3 separate regions of the Mus musculus genome follow, and regions 1 and 3 are each linked to region 2. Evidence: chromatin contacts called from public Hi-C and HiChIP or PLAC-seq data. All regions are on one chromosome and are shown on one strand. The core of a region is the stretch at or near the end of the contact, and the rest is flanking DNA. Distances in the headings are between cores, read along the strand shown. Region 1 has its middle 16 kb from the start of Gm16246. Region 2 holds the start of Foxa1 (forkhead box A1). Region 3 overlaps Mipol1 (mirror-image polydactyly 1).

Region 1 (3,159 bases), core at 349-2,848, 79 kb before region 2:
TTGACCTAGCATCCTTTTCCTTCATTCTGTTCTTAGATGCAGTCAGAACACCTTCCACAGTTTAAACGTAAACGGGCCGCACTGTTCCCGTATACTTCTTTAAAATTAAATCTCTCTTAAACATGGTTTAATAGCTAACAGAAAGAATATGTTAAATGTTTTCAGTTTTCCAGAAAGTGATCACCTAATGAAATGACGCACTGGTAAAGGGTGTGGATCTAGTGTAGAAACTGAGTTTTTCTTCTTCATCATTGCTGTTTAGATGGTGTGTTGTACATAATGTGCTTGGCATAATGAATCATTATACTTTCATTTGCTAAACCTCTTAGAACTTCCCCTTTTCCTTAAACACAGAAATTTGTTTATTAGTATAAAATTAGTATAGTAAAATTAGTATAAATTGGTATTATTCGTGTAGAGAATGAATACAAGTTTACATAACTCAAAGCTTAGTTTGCCTATACTAAAGCCTCATTGAAAATCTGATATACCTAAACTGTCACTGATAATTTATTTCCACAGGAATTCCGTTGGACTGATGGAGAAGTTTAAATTTAGTTCACATTCTAAGATTGTGTAGTTGACTACTGCTTCCTTCTGAGACAGAGATTTTCCCAATAAATCCATAAAAAAAAAATCTTTGCTTGCTTCAGCATAACCTTGATGGTGCAATTATAAAAACATTATATACTTAAACTTCATTCTTGATCCCGTGCATTCAAAAAGAAAATAATCTCTAATGATACTGGATAGAATACCAGCTGAATTATATTTTTTCTTTCTTACAATGGTGTAGATTCTTAACCACTAAGCCAGGTATCTCTCAATCGCTAGGTGTTATGGGTTCTTAAACTCGACAGAAGCAGATTTTTCCATCTGTTCTTAACCTAAGTAAATATAAAGAAGACATCTTTATGTTGATTAATCAAATGTTTCTATGGAACAACTAAAAAGCAAAATTTAAGATTTAAATTTAAAATTCAAATGATATTTTATAACTTAATAATCTTAAATTTTTATGATTTTTGGTAGTTATATAAACTATTAATAGTTCATAGACTATTGTGACATTTTACTCTTTCCTCTGAAATATCCTGGAAGCATGCATAAACCATATGTGATTTCTCTTCCTATTATTATTTATAAAATATGTAAGAATAACAAATAACATTTAATATTTTCAAACATCTTCCTTAAGGTAATCTTCCTTCTAAATTGAGTTATGCGTTTTCACATCCGCCTTCCAAGTTCTCCACTCCTGACTCTCAGAGGGCCTAATCTTTCCCAGAGTGATGGGAGAGGCGCAGTTCAAGAACAAGAATGAATCTCTGTATAATCACACCACAATGTGAGGTGACCCTAAGACAGAGAACTGACCAGATACACATATGGGTTTTAGGAAGACTTTCTGGAGCTCTTTTTTAACACAGCTGTGAGAAGAATGTGGCTAAGACCCAGTAGTCATTCTTGAGTAGAACCGGCAAAGGAAACCATGAGGAGAAGAGAATTTAACACATGGGCGTGAGCGAGTACGTCTTCATTGATGAGATCTGAGGGGAATGCCTAATGACCACAAGAATCAACCTTGGCAATGAGAACACAAAGCTCTTTTCATTGATTCAAAGGCAGACTCTGAAGCTGCAGATGGCCACCTCCAGCCTTGGCTATTCACTGTGCGGGTTTATAAAATGGCACTTTGGTGAATACTAATAGATCAAAACAAAGATTTAATAATGTAAAGATGTGGTGTTAAGTTTTTGATGAGTATACAGGCCAGTGTTTCCAAAAAAAGAATAAAGAGAGTACCTATTACATGTGGGTCGAATGTCTTTATTTTTCAAGTTCAAAACTAAATGTCATCTTCAGCATACAGATTGTGCTTTGTGTTGATTTGTCTCCATTCTGAAAATGAGACAAAATTAGGGCTTATACTTATGCTCACTCATCTCATGACTTCTTTTTAGGACAATGCTGATGAATGTCACCTGTTAATATTTCTATAAAGCTCACTTGGTAGGTAGATATGTTGCTGTTTGACAGGGACGAGTCAGTATCATTACAACAGTAGGTTAGACAGTTTTGTATATGAACAGAACTTTGTCTCACCTTTCTGGGGAATGTAAAAGAGCTGTTGTTTAGCCTTTGAACAGTGACCCAGTCTTGGAGTTATATTTTTGGTTGTTTTTACTTTATAAAACCTCACTATAAAACCTTAGAAAATAAGTATTTTTATGTATAAAAAATAATATTTCATATTTGACTTGCCACTTGTATTTATACAATTGAGTTAAATTTAATGTAAAATAAATTTAAATTAAAATATGACCTATTTTCTGCAGGGATAACTTTGTTGCTAGATTTGGATAGTCTATAAAGTTCTTAAATTAAACCCAAACAATTTATCTAAAATAAACTAAACACATGAGCCTAACTCAGTAATATATTTATTTCTGCTATTCATGAAGTAAATATAGCTGTCTGTATCACTAAATCTTTTTACGTGGCAAGCTACAGGAATATATGTTAAACTGGTAGACTAGACCTGCAAGTTAAAGAGAATGCAGCTTCACATCTAATAGGAGCATCAGTGGAGTAACCGAGCCTGGCTTGCTATGACATGATGAGTAAGCTGTGCTTCCTCTCAGTGTTCCCATCTGGAAGATGGAACCAATGAGTTGCATGCTGTACTCCAAAGCAGAGCTGAAGGATCAGATAACTGTATTCATATTCATAGAAGTTTAATTGAGAGAATTGTGCTCCTATCAAAGATATAAATATTAAATTTCAAGATTATAATTACATGTTTGGGTCCAGAAATAACATTAAAAGTATTAATGTTTAGCCTTTTGAGGAGGAGATTGTTTGTAAGCATAAATCTTAGAAACTGAAAGCAAAAAGTTTTCTTTATTATGCGTGGGAAGGCAAAATGGTAAAACAGTGCCCCAAAGAAGGGGGATTGGCAGTGAGCCGCGTGCTTACCCTCGGAGGGCGGGACTCCCAGGGCTCTCCCCAGCACATACACCTCCATAAATACAAAATGACTCAAAACTTATTCCTGCTAGTAGCAAGTGAAAACAACACAAATAGTGGTTGTGATGGTTTGTATGCATTCGGCCCAGGGAGTGCAATGTGACGGTTTGTATATACTGAGCCCAGGGA
Region 2 (3,153 bases), core at 244-2,743:
AGGTGGCTAAAAAACAAGAGTCCTGACGTATAACTGCTTATTTGGTAATCTAACAGAAAATATTGACGTCCTTAAATTTATGTTCATCAGCAAATGTAACTCCATGTGAAACTATAAGAGATGAATAGATTTCAAAAAGAAGACTCAAAAAAGAGATGGTTCCCAAAGAAACACAGAAACGAATAAATAAATCGCCGCGAAGGTCTTTTCGGACTCTGTACTTTTCTGTACAGATCTTAAAGTACTTTGGGATTTATTTCTAGTCCTCTCTCCAAGATCGCACGAGGCTTTCTCGGTAAGCGCTTTCGATAACGGTAATTACACTTTTGAAGGTAATCGGCAGCTGTTTCTAGAAAATACTTTCAATAGGTAGTGGCCCTGCCTGTACCTGATTCTCCTCGCAATGCTTTTGTGCACAATGTAAAATAAACCCAGTGAACATGCCACCAAGGGGACAATGAAGAGAAACAGGTTCTTGGCCCCGAGTTCTGGAAAAAGATTCTGTTCGCACTAGCGCCACCCAGCGGTCCTAGAGACGAACGAATAGACACTTTTCTACAAATGGCTTTTGAAGAATTAAGTTTTATAAAATTTAGAAATCATTCTTTACGAAAAACTCCAACTTCTGCAACAGATCATTTTTATCCAAAGACGTCGGCTAATTACATGGTGTGACCGAGAGGCCTCCCGGTAAGCGAGCACCGACTCTCTCAGTTATTCTTTACTCAAGCCAGAGCCCGCCTGCCCGCCCGCGGCTCCCGGGGCTGGGCTCCAGCCCCGGCTCTCTAGCGGGCAAAGACAAGTGCTTCCCTTCCGGAGCCCGTGTTTTCAAAGCCCAGAGTTTCCCAAAACTCTCCGCTGGTTGCAAGCGCCAGGACCCAGCGGGCAGCGGGCTGATCGAGAGGTCGGGTGGGGGCCACACTGGAAGCCGCGCCTCGGGCGAGCCGCCCCCACCCCGCCCGCCCCAGTCCGGGCAGGAGCCCACCTCGCCTGAGTCTCCCCGGACACCGACTCTGGGGACGCCCCACCGCCTCCCCGCCTCTCACCTCCTGCGTGTCCGCGTAGTAGCTGTTCCAGTCGTTGCTCTCATGCCCTTCCATCTTCACAGTCCCTAACATCCTGGAGCCAGCCCGGCCGACACAACCATCCAACCCTGTGCGGAGCGACGGGCGGGTGCGCTGCTCGGGGCGGGGGAGGGGCGCGGAGCCGCTGCGGTCACCGGAGCGCTCGAGGGCCCAGCGCCACCCGGGCGAGGAGGAAGCCCGGCGCTGCGGGGCGCGGCGTGCGCGGCGGCGGCGGCGCGGCGCGGCGGGAGGGGGCAGCGCCGGGGACAGGAGGCGGCCGCGGAGCGCGGCGCCCGGCAGCGCCTCCGCGGGAAGTGAGCGGGCGGCCTGTGCGAAGCGAGTGCAGTTGAGCTGATGTGGATCTTACGTCGCCGGAGTGCCCACCTCCTCGTCCTCTCCCCATTTGTCCGCCGCACAAAGACGCTCGCACCTACAAAGCCCGAGGTGCACCTGTGAGGCGGCCGCCCGCCAGTCCAGCCGCCGCGCCTCCCGCCCCGCCGCGCCAGCGCCGCGCGCCCCCCGCGCCCCTCCCGCCATCCCCTCCCCCAAACCTGGCCCTCACTTTGTTTACAAAGCAGTATAATTGGTTTAAGCCTCGCGGCTAGGGAAAGAGGAAAATAGGGCGGGTGTGTGTGTGACCCCCTTTGGAAAAGGAAAAAAAGAGAAAGAAAAGAAAAGGAAAAAAAAGAAGAAAAGGAAAAATAGGCGGTGCCTTGGAGGACAGGCCAGGGCTCTGGACCCAAAGAGCTGTGCTGCGGGAGAAGGACCTGGGTGGTGGCATCAGAGCTACAGCGCAAGGATCGTGCTCGCTGAATGACCCCGAGTTCCCTCCTAGAGGTGCTCACCACCCCCTGGACCTTACTACGACTCCGCTCTTGGTCCACTTGGCTCCTTTGCTCCCCTCATCCTGATTCTTGACCCAAAGTTCAACCCTGGAAGACTACCCCTACTTCCCGGCCTTCGGGGCTTGGAGAGGGGAAAAGCCCCACTTTTGCCTCGTCACTAGAAACCCAGTCATCTGAGTCAGCCGAGCAAAGTGACGTTAGGCCGACCTGGGCTCCTGGCGAGCAGAACGGAGGCGCTGCCACGAAACTCGTACCTGCGGCTAAGAGCAGGTGAGTCACAGCACCGTTTTATATTTTTATGACATAACTTTTTTTTTCCGCCTCAGTCCACTCCACTCCCCTTGTCAACTGCAGCGATCAGAAAGAGGAAGAAACTGCGCGCAGATGTTTGTGTGATAAGGCAGGCGGATCCTAGTCAAGCCTGCCTCTCTGCCGGGCTCCTCCTCCTCCTCCTCCCCCCCTTCTACAGCCTCTGGGACCAAGCTAGAGGCGACCGTCTGGTTTCTGATAGAGAAAGGTCAGGGGGAGGGGACATCTTCCTAAACACCGGCATAAACTGGGAGTGTATGGGCCTGGGTGCTGGAACGCATCTGCCACGCTAAATGAGGTGCCAGCCTGAAGCTGGAGTCAGCCCACAGAGGTGCCTGGTCGTCTCTGAGCTGGAAGAGCAGGGCTAGGCTATCAGACTCTCAAAAGGTCCTGGGTAGATGGGGAAAATTCTCCCCCACTCAAAGTCTCTCGCTTTCTTCCAGTTCTTCATAGTTAGTGGCTTGCCCTCGTATCCAGCGGAAAGAGACTAACCAAAGAGATTAGGCTAGACAGAGTGTGTGATAGGTTTGGAGAAGGTGCTTACCCCCCCCCCCATTGACTGCAAGTGTTCGTGAAAATGTATACTACCTCGTGCATTTCGAAGTAAGTGTGACTGTGCGGCCCTTCCTGTGTGTTGCTCCAGTCTGTAGGTATACTAGATTTCCATTAGAAACAATCAAGTTAACTTTAAAGTCACCAAGAGACTAAAATATTCTTGGTTTGCAAAGCTTTTTTTTTAAGGTAATTAATCTCATGTGAAGGAATGTGTTTTCACTTGTCTTCCAAATAGATTACCCCCCCCCCAACACACACACACTCCGTGCTTTGTTCTTTTAAATCTTTCTTCCCTGAAATCTGGCAAGAGAATCAGGTTAAATCCTTGAACCAAATAAATCTCTTAGATCAGTAGGAGAGCAGAGAAGGTGAAGATGTGT
Region 3 (3,299 bases), core at 713-3,212, 100 kb before region 2:
TGCCTTCATGGAGTCGTAGGAAAAATTCACAGCATTTGGACTTTCAATAACACCTTTAAAATTAAAGCTTCATGCATCCCTGATAGAAACACCTCCCATATCAAGCAAAGGCATTCATATTGATGCCTTCCTCTAAGCAACCATGAAGTAAAATAAACCGATCAGTCATGATTGCTAAGTTTGCTGTTGTCACCTCAAATCCAGAACATTTCTAATGGTTTCTCATTCTGAAATGTAACCTGTTTATTCTAACACATTTTTGTTTTCAGTTGTAGCCCTTCCTCCCCCTTCTGTGTTTCCTTCTTTCCTTCCTTTCTAACTTCTTTCCTTTTTTCCTTCCTTCTTTCCTTTTTTAACATGGATGTTTTGCCTGCTTATATGTCTGCGCACCCTGAGCATGCCTGGTGCAGGTGTAGGCCAGGAAAGGGTCTCAGATCCCCGGGAGCCAGTATTATGGATGATTCTGAACCAACGAGTGAGTGCTGGGACTCGAACTGAAGTCCTCTGCAAGAAGAAGGGCCAAACCAACTCTCCAGCCCCCCATTAACCCCTTTGATGTAGGATGATATATCCTGCAAGGTCATCAACTCAATATTCGGCTCTGAGGTACCAGTTCTTATTTAATACTTAGGAAGATAATGGTTTTTTTTAAAAATGCATTTTTTTTTTACAATCCGGATTTTATTCCCCTCCCAGTCTGCCCTCTCACTGTTCCACATCCCATACCTCCTCCCCCAATCCCCTTTCTTCAGGAGGATGTCCCCACCCCACCCCCACCCCCACCACACCAGACCTCCCCACTCCCTGGGGCCTCCAGTCTCTTGAGGGTTACGTGCATCTTCTCAGACTGAGTCCAGACCTGGCAGGCCTCTGTTGTCTATGTGTTGAGGTCCTCCTATCAGCTGTTTTTTGCTGCCTGGTTGGTGACCCAGTGTCTGAGAGATCTCCGGGGTCCAGGCTAGTTGAGACTGCTGGTCCTCCTATAGGGTCACCCTCCTCAGCTAGGAAGATAATCTTTGGCTTTCTATCGTTAGGCTATTAAAATTCAGATCAGCATTTTTGGTAATTGTATTAAATGTCCTTTAAAATTTGTTAGTCTGACAAGAGTATATTTGTAAAGAAATCAGCCATATTTCTAAAAAAAAAAAAAAACTGTTCAATTGTAAAGTAGTTTAATAATATTTAAACTGATAAAATTTATTTTTATTTAACAAATGAAATTTCCAATTTTTTCTGCCTTACCAACTAGAGTCATTAAAATAAGAGGCCACAAAATTTGGAAAGTTATTTAAACTATAAAAAGTTTGGTGTCTCCCAACTCCAGAGCATGTTTCAGTCTTTATGAGAACAGCTGTACAGCAGGTTTTCCACAAGCCTAGTGTGGTATTGAAAGGGCCTGGGCCGTTTTATACTTTGGGACTGGCATTCACCAGGATGAAAAGTTGGATACTTTTTTTTTGTTCCTCTTATGTTTGTATGATATTGCTGTATATAATTACAATGGACACCCTTTTATATTAATTTTCATGTGGCCGTTTTCTGAACAGGATACTAAAAATAAAATAATCTGAATGCTTTTACACCTACACACTATATTGCTAAGCAAATTATTTATGGAGGGGAAGGAAAGATAAAGTTGCTTTTAAGAGTCCTTTAACATATCAGTTTGATAACTAGCAAAACACCTTTACAGCCATTAAATATTTACCAAGACTTGGCTTTAGGCAAGGGGGCAGTTTAGTGCACCAAATTTGACTCTCTGCAATGCCATTGATTAGCTATCAGGAGGACAGAGTTAATAAGTAACTTGAAGTATTACAGAGTGCTCTGCATTCTTGTCAAACCTTTTCTCTGAAGATGGCCTAAAAAAAAAAAAAAAAAAAAAAAAGTCAGTTCCAACCGGCATTCACCTCGCCAATGATTGCACAAGCACCGCTCTGAAAGAAATAAAGGCCAGGCAGGTCAGTTGAGTGGCGCTTAAGCAATCCTTCCCAGTGACTGTTGTCATTGCCGCCGGACTTCAGAACTGAACATGTTTACATTTAATTAGAAAGGACACACAGTTTATAGCACAGTAGCTATCAATATCGGATCAGAATTGATTTCCGCTTTTTCTCCAGTGATTGCTTCCTTCAGGCTAATTAAAAAAGGCATATAACCAAATGACTCACATAAATTTTAAAGCAAAGTAAACAGTATTCCCTGGAGAGCCAAACAAAAGTAAATGGCAGTCATCCTTAATATTAGCTAAATTTTTTAAAAAGAATTCTGATGCTTATGCGTGTGTCGTAAGTCGTGTTTTAGTGTTATCAGAGTGGTGAGGTGCTAGTGTTTCCCTTTGAAGAAACCTCAGCGAATTGCTTTTGCTTTTGCTTCAGATACTTCAGCTCCAGAAGACACAATAGCCTTAGTTTTATCTCTATAATCCCTAAAACATGGAGATAAGTCGGTCTGAGGGAAGCTTGGGCTTTGACAGGTTCTTAGTTTCCACACACAAACACACACACAAAAGACAACCAAACATTGAAAATACAATAAAAAAGAAGTTAATTTCCTTTTTAGTAAGGGGCATAGAACATGTATGTTGTTTGCTAAAATTAAAGACCATTCAGGTGGCTAACAGGTTTTTGTAATCACCACAGGTAAATTTATAGTATATGTAACAATACATATTAATATATAATATGTGTATTATACAATAGATAATATATAAAAGATTGTTTCTTTTCATTCTCTGATCTGTCTGAAAGAGACTGGTGTTCAATTTCACTAGCTAGTATTTTAATGATTGTATAAACTTCTGTGAAAATATTATAAAAATCAAAAAAATATGGGGGAGCGTGTGCGGGACTTTTGGGATAGCATTGGAAATGTAAATGAAATAAATACCTAATTAAAAAAAAATCAGAGAAATAAAGGAAAATGGGAGAAAAGTAGCTACCTCCCCCACCAGGAGAATCAAGCCTAAGTCCCCCTTATTCCTCATATGTGATGTCTGCCATGCACACTACATCTCCTTTTGATGGCCAGCAACACACAAGAAAATACAGAATGATTCAGATTAAGCACAGCCCTTAAGAAATGTGAGTTAAATAATTGTCAGTCATTTAGTAAGCATTCTGCCAAGTACTACAGATAAATGATGACTCAAACTTCTGTAAGATTAAGGATGTGGGTGGACCCCGATGATGTAGTGCACACGCATTAAGGGGGCTTCGGGTTTAGTCCCGAGCACCCCGAAAGTAAAGTGAAAATAAACCTAAGAGATTATATTATTGTCTGTTTTAGTGACTATTACA

Evidence for each region. A called contact is a pair of places that touch in the nucleus more often than the background predicts. HiChIP or PLAC-seq counts read pairs in DNA pulled down with a chosen protein or histone mark.
Region 1: an H3K4me3 HiChIP or PLAC-seq map of neural progenitor cells shows a contact between it and region 2, with 30 read pairs. The contact joins the enhancer-like site here to the promoter of Foxa1 in region 2. A contact is called at or near these places in 3 of 39 promoter capture datasets (the SN4741 cell line, embryonic stem cells and liver), 2 of 15 datasets of contacts at CTCF or cohesin (the G1E-ER4 cell line and embryonic stem cells), 31 of 484 Hi-C or Micro-C datasets (8-cell embryo, the BV-2 cell line, the HL-1 cell line and 7 more), 10 of 115 datasets of contacts at active chromatin or transcription factors (the HPC-7 cell line, embryonic stem cells, fetal liver and 3 more) and 1 of 9 other capture datasets (embryonic stem cells).
Region 3: a contact with region 2 is called in a Hi-C map of liver, with 4 times the contacts expected there. The contact joins the enhancer-like site here to the promoter of Foxa1 in region 2. A contact is called at or near these places in 3 of 39 promoter capture datasets (embryonic stem cells and liver), 3 of 15 datasets of contacts at CTCF or cohesin (the G1E-ER4 cell line, embryonic stem cells and liver), 40 of 484 Hi-C or Micro-C datasets (8-cell embryo, the AML12 cell line, the AtT-20 cell line and 10 more), 11 of 115 datasets of contacts at active chromatin or transcription factors (embryonic stem cells, fetal liver, hepatocytes and 3 more) and 1 of 9 other capture datasets (embryonic stem cells).

What each region holds. Positions count from the first base shown.
Region 1 is chr12:57,465,258-57,468,416 of GRCm38.p6, forward strand. No RefSeq gene overlaps it. Among named protein-coding and RNA genes, the nearest start is that of Gm16246, 16 kb to the left of the region's middle. Within about 2 kb of position 1,599, at least 6 of the 459 cell types and tissues checked have an H3K27ac peak or open chromatin away from gene starts, as enhancers often do. A contact at or near this core is called in neural progenitor cells, where this site is marked.
Region 2 is chr12:57,544,618-57,547,770 of GRCm38.p6, forward strand. Foxa1 (forkhead box A1) reads right to left here and starts at 1,494. Exons shown (of 2, transcript NM_008259.4): 1 at 1,047-1,494. The coding sequence starts at 1,118. It also overlaps a transcript of Ttc6 not described here.
Region 3 is chr12:57,442,614-57,445,912 of GRCm38.p6, forward strand. The region is part of intron 9 of Mipol1 (mirror-image polydactyly 1); the gene reads left to right. It overlaps Gm16246 (a long non-coding RNA gene), which reads right to left. Exons shown (of 3, transcript XR_381624.3): 2 at 1,709-1,862. Among named protein-coding and RNA genes, the nearest start is that of Gm16246, 6.1 kb to the right of the region's middle. Within about 2 kb of position 1,963, at least 18 of the 459 cell types and tissues checked have an H3K27ac peak or open chromatin away from gene starts, as enhancers often do. A contact at or near this core is called in the AtT-20 cell line, hepatocytes and liver, where this site is marked.